2 separate regions of the Sus scrofa genome follow, and region 2 is linked to region 1. A link is a contact called in public HiChIP or PLAC-seq data. All regions are on one chromosome and are shown on one strand. Each heading gives the region's core, a stretch centred on a gene start, on an enhancer-like site or on the middle of the called end of the contact. The rest is flanking DNA. Distances are from core to core; before and after follow the strand shown. Region 1 has its middle 310 kb from the start of IRS1. Region 2 has its middle 180 kb from the start of IRS1.

What was found. HiChIP or PLAC-seq counts read pairs in DNA pulled down with a chosen protein or histone mark.
Region 2: a contact with region 1 is called in an H3K27ac HiChIP or PLAC-seq map of skeletal muscle. The contact joins two enhancer-like sites.

Annotation. Positions count from the first base shown.
Region 1 is chr15:127,995,717-127,998,604 of Sscrofa11.1, forward strand. No RefSeq gene overlaps it. Among named protein-coding and RNA genes, the nearest start is that of IRS1, 310 kb to the right of the region's middle. Within about 2 kb of position 1,430, at least 6 of the 83 cell types and tissues checked have an H3K27ac peak or open chromatin away from gene starts, as enhancers often do. A contact at or near this core is called in skeletal muscle, where this site is marked.
Region 2 is chr15:128,129,336-128,132,223 of Sscrofa11.1, forward strand. No RefSeq gene overlaps it. Among named protein-coding and RNA genes, the nearest start is that of IRS1, 180 kb to the right of the region's middle. Within about 2 kb of position 1,471, at least 2 of the 83 cell types and tissues checked have an H3K27ac peak or open chromatin away from gene starts, as enhancers often do. A contact at or near this core is called in skeletal muscle, where this site is marked.

The sequences.
Region 1 (2,888 bases), core at 180-2,679:
ACGTAGGCTTCTGCCTCCTTGCAGTAGCCCTCCTGTTTGTCTCTGCAGACATTAGGTTTTAGACTCTTGGGAGTTTAAAAGGATAACTGAGGTCTCCACGTGGTGTCCCCAAAGGGTCTTTGTGGTAAGAAAAGTTCTTTATGTCCGAACCAACATGTAGACACCAATGGTTTAAAATGAATAAATAAAGGGCATTTGGGGGGAATAAATACTGATGTGATGAGAAGGCACCAGTGAGAATAAACTGTTCTTTCTAACTAAATTTTCTTGGAATTTACGTGTTCCTTCTACTCAAAGGATCCTTTTGGAAGAGTGCGTTGCGTTTTCCTCAGCTGGCAGCTTTTTTTGTTTTTTGGTAAGTAAATCAACTGATTTCTTCAGAAAGAAGCAGCTTATTGAAAGCTTAATGAATTTTTTTTCACCTTGAGAAATCAGCTGTATTTTTAAGTTTCCTTGACCACACGTGTGCTTTGATGAACTTCCCTCCCACCGTGGCAAGAGTTCCAGGTTCCACATACTCCAGCCCTGAGTCTCCAAATTCACTCCACAGTGACCCCAGGAAACATGGAGAGAGAAAAGTCAAAGGGGAGAATTTTTCTTCAAAACGTCTTGAGCGTCCTTTTGAAGATGAAGAAAGAGAGTTTTATCTCCAGTTAAAACAGGCTCTTTGTGGGAAAAATAGACGTGATGATGGATCCAACCTCATTCAGAATTCCAGGCATGCCAAGATACGGCTGGGTTAAATGGGGGAGATGACCCAAAGACCCCATGCTATTTAAAAATAAATAAAATATCTCTGGCAACACGTGCCGCACTCCTATTTGTACTCCACCATCTTACACATTTCACATTCTACCTGTGATGATCTTTCACTCATTTGTTTTTTTTTTTCTTTTTTCTTTTTTTCCTTTGTTTTTTAAAGTATAATTGACTTGCAGTGTTGTGTCAATTTCTGATATAGAGCATAGTGACCCAGTCATTCGTATGTATCCCTTCTTTTTTCTCATGCTGTTTTCCATTATCTTCTATCCCAAGAGAATGAATACAGGTCCCTGAACAAAACAAAGCCATTGGCAATAGCATGGATGGACCTAGAGATGCTCATACTAAGTGAAGTCAGTCAGAAAGACAAAAACCATATGATATCACTTACATGTGGAATCTAAAATATGGCACAAATGAACCTATCTTTCACTCATTTCTTAGCCCCATTTGGATTTATTCAGCCACAATTTACTGAGAACCTCTTACTGGAATGTATGACCTAGGACCTAGAATGGATGGAGCAGACCATGTGGAGAGGAGGGGTGACAGGGTGAGATAGTGACATTGACACCAAAAAGCTCCCGGCCTGAGGACACAGAATAGAGCAGAGACATGGATTAAGTGCCACATGAGCTCTGGGAGAGAGTGACTCATGCTGCCTGGGGTTGGTCTCCGCCAGGAGGAATGCCCTGTGGTGTTTTGTGACCTATGAAACATGGCCAGCCTGCAGCCACCTCTCAAGTCTGTGACCAGACAAGGTTAGCTGTCTCGTGGTTGGCTCTGTCTTCCTCCTGCCTGCATCCTCTGCAACCCTACCCAACCCCCAGCAGTGTGTCTTTAGGCAAACCCTCACTTGACTTCAAACAGCCAGCTTTTTTTATTCCTCACTCCAAAGGAAATTTAATTCGCTCTCTATAGTCTTTGTTACGCAGTTATGCATAAAAAGCTGTGGAGGGGAGAGAGAGACGGGTCCTCTTTTTCTTCAAAAAGCTTACAATCCAGTGGGAGACTTAGACATGTAAAATTCATTTATTTATTTATTTAATTGTCTGTTTATTTTAAATTTTACAGCCAGACCCACAGCATATGGAAGTTCCCAGGCCAGGAATGGAATCTGAGCCGCAGCTGTGACCTATGCCACAGCTGTGGCAACACCAGATCCTTAACACACTGTGCCAGGCTGGGGATTGAACCCACACTGCCACAGAGACAGCACCAGATCCTTAACCCACTGTGCTACACTAGGAACTCCAAGACACGTAAAACTTTAATTGAGAGGGGAAAATGCTGTAATAGAGGTACAAGTAAAATGCTTTGAGCACTTAAAAATGTAGGGTAATTTGGGGTTTGATGGGGTCAGAGAAGTTTTCACAAAGGTTCTGGCATATACACTGAAGCAAGAGGCAAAGACACCTCCCTTGGAGCTCCAAGGAACGCAGTGAGCCAAGGACCAAAAATGCAGGGAGAAGTGGCCCAAGGAAGGGTATCACCAGAGTATAAACTATACAGAAGAACAGTTACAGTGGGAATAGAACATTGTAAAATAAGAGGCCCTTAGAACGAAAATAAATGTTTTCCCTGTATGGATGTCTCCACTGTCATATCTCAACCTTCCTGCCACCTTTCCTTTTCAACAATCAGACAAATGACTGAGGAAATTAGATATTAATCAAATCAAGTGTTCTCTATTGAGAATTGTGCTGTCCAATAGGACCTCCTGCAGTAATGGATATTGAGCCCTTTAAATGTGACCTCTGTGACTCAATAATCAAAATTTCATTTTGTTTGGTTTTAATTGAATTTCCATAGTCCCATATGGCTAAGGCCACCATATTGGACAGCACAGCTCTAGAGAATAAAACTTTATTGAGTCAACAGAATCAAAACATTTTTGAAAAATTCGCATTCCTCTTCTACTAATCAGCCAACAGCAGTGGCATTGCTGGATTTTAAAGATGATACCTACATACATATCAAAAGCCCCACATTAAAAGTAATGAGATACAGTGCTTATATTTAGCTCAGGCATGATAAAACTGCAAAAACATTGTCACTTCCAAAGGGAATCCCTTCGAGTTATCCAGAAGAACCATCTCATCTCCATGTCTACTTGGATAGCCTAC
Region 2 (2,888 bases), core at 221-2,720, 130 kb after region 1:
AATGAATGGAGATTAAGACAACATAGCACGGTAGGGGAAGTGATAAGAGGACAACTTCACAAGCTCTAGGCAGTCTCCGGGAAACACAGGGCAAGGGGAAGGGCATCCAAAAGGAGGAGCTGAGAGATGTGGAAAGAAGGAAAAGGGCCAGGTCACCTCAGAGTTATATACTACATTTTCTCTATAAGTTAGGTTTCCCTTTGCACCTGATATTCAGTAACCTGTTCTTCAACAAAAGAGAACTTACCTCTTATAAGTTGTCCTTTCACTAATTATACTGTTGATTCATATCAAATTTTAATGGGCATCATTAGGGTTAAACTAACACAGCTGAAATAATATCTGTGGTTTTGATCCCCAAGCAGTTTCTCCCCATCCATGCTCCATGGTACCCACCACCCCCTATGTGGACAAACTCAAAACCTAGGAGTCATCCTTGATTTCTCTCTTGGTCTCATTGCTTCTGTTCCCAATAGCCAACCCATTAGCACACTCTATTCAAAGGCTACTTCAAAAATATATACTGAATCCTTTTTTTTCCCTCCATCTCTATGGCCATTCCCTAGCAAAAGACACAAATATCTCTTACCTATACACTATAATAGCCTCCTACTTTTATTCTCAACTCTCCCTCCCACTATCTGCCAGAATGATCACCTCATTACCTGCCAAAAGACATCCAGTGGTGACCAATCCCTCTTCAAGTCCTAGCTTGTTCCTTACTTGTTCCTATGTTCTGGTCTCTAATCCCCATAAAGAATAGTGACCTGATTGAAAACTTTTATCTTGGCAGCTGTTAAATTCCGTGGCCAAAATGAAGGCTTTTTGACTCCAGATGTCTTCAGTATGTTAATTTGAAAAATCTCTATCTGCTAGACTTGCTGTGGGGAGTACATTTACTGGGAACTCTGGTAGATTTCAACAGGACCCATCTGGTAGACCCAACCTGTTATTTTTTAAGAATCAGATATCTAAAGCCTCACTTTGGAACGAAAGAGAATTCTGGAGTTTGATGTTGCCTAACATTACAGGTAGAGATATGACTTGCAATTTTCTGATTAGTAAACAAGAGCAAATTGAATATATCCAGAGAATATATCCTAGTTGTATTCCTACAACCAGGCCATAGTACCATTAGAGAATACAGGTTAAATTCTATGTACTATCAAAGGTCTTTGGTAAAGAACATTTCTTTCCTCTTGGAAACAATTCCTGCCTCCTTAAAGAGAATGTACTTCTGGCTGACAAATCTAATTTTGAGTATCCAAAGGAGTAATTGGCATTCTCTTGGACTAGAGGCTTCATATTCATAACCTAACTCACGCAACCTCAGGAAAAGTTAGCCTTGATTTTTTTTTTTTTTTTTTTTTTTTTTTTTTTGGCGAAGAAACCAAGGCTGGAGGACATTGCAGGGGAGTGAAGGTAGAGCTTGTTTTGGAAGAAGAGTCTGTGCTAAGAATCTGAGCCCTGTACTAATTCCATTCCAACACATGCCCTCCAATTTCCTTGACCAATTAGGCTAGAAGAATTTAGCCTCACCTAACAGCTTTAGAGAATAAAACAATCCTTACACTGTGAAGGAAGTGAAAGAGAAAAGAGAACAAAAAGTAAAAGGGTGGAGAGTATAATAAAGGAGAAAATTGGCACAAACCCTTATTATTATTTGAGGTGGAGTTTATTGGATTTCTAGCAAAATCCACTTTATCTTCTCAAGTCAATCAGATTGATAAACCCTCTGAAGATTTATACCATGCTGTCATTGTTTTTCTGACCCATCTGGTGACTGTGATCATGTTCAAACATTAAATGGGAGGAAAATAAATGTGCATTCTTTCTGGAACGGCACACACATATGTTCTCAGCCTGACAAGTCAGATTCAGCTGAAGAAGATACACACGCAAAAAATGGATCCGCTTAAATAGAAATGGGCTCAAATCGGTTCCCAAGCAGCTGCTTTATTTTGAGCAAAGCTGCATGTAATACTAGATGGGATTAAATATCTCTTTTTCTGATGAGGAGCCAGGCAAATGTTTCCTAGTTTCTAACTTTGTCCCCTTGTTGGATCCCAAAGAGGAACTAGGAGAGCTTTCCAAAGGATCTTCTGTTGAATATGTCACTCAAGATTCTCCCTTGCCAGACCTTTGGTAATTGGAGAAAAATGTCCTAAGGTGAATTGTTTGAGAATAAATCATTCCAAATCACAAAGAAACCGATTCCTTATTCAAGCCTCTCAGACTTCCGGGAAATCCTTTTTGATTTATTTATTTTTTTAAGTTAGGTGCTGATCTTTATTGGCATGCTAAAAAAAGATTTTCTCTCTCTGACTGAAGGTACTAATTCGCTGAAGATAAATCCTCTTGTTTGCACAAGAGGGTTACGAGAATATTTTAATTTGACAGGCAAAGATTTGTCTAATAATTTCAGAAGGTGAAGTTGCTATTGTCAGTTAAAGAGCAAACAGTTTTGGTGTCCCATTTCACAGATAAGAAACTCAGCCAGGCAGGTATAAAATGACTTTATTGGATAGTATATTCCAAGACTCTGAGACTAAGCCAGACAATAAGCCACCAAGTTCTTAAAAACTGCATTTCTTTCCTAAGGTGTGTTTTACAACTGTATTCTTTTTAAGATTACTCTTTTGTTTCAATCCCCTTTCTGACCGGAAATGACCTGGTCTCTTATTTTATTTTTGTTTGTTTTTGATTTCACAAGGTAAAATCCACTTTCTACTTGTGATCCAGGTTTGATTTGTGACATTTTCTGGAACTTCCTAAGGATGGAAAATGCTTGAGAGGGAGCAGGTGGGCGCCTAACTGCATATGGGGGCAGGTGCTAACACCCTGCTGCTTTGGGGGGAGCCAGAATGCCTGGTATGCCTCTCAGCCTC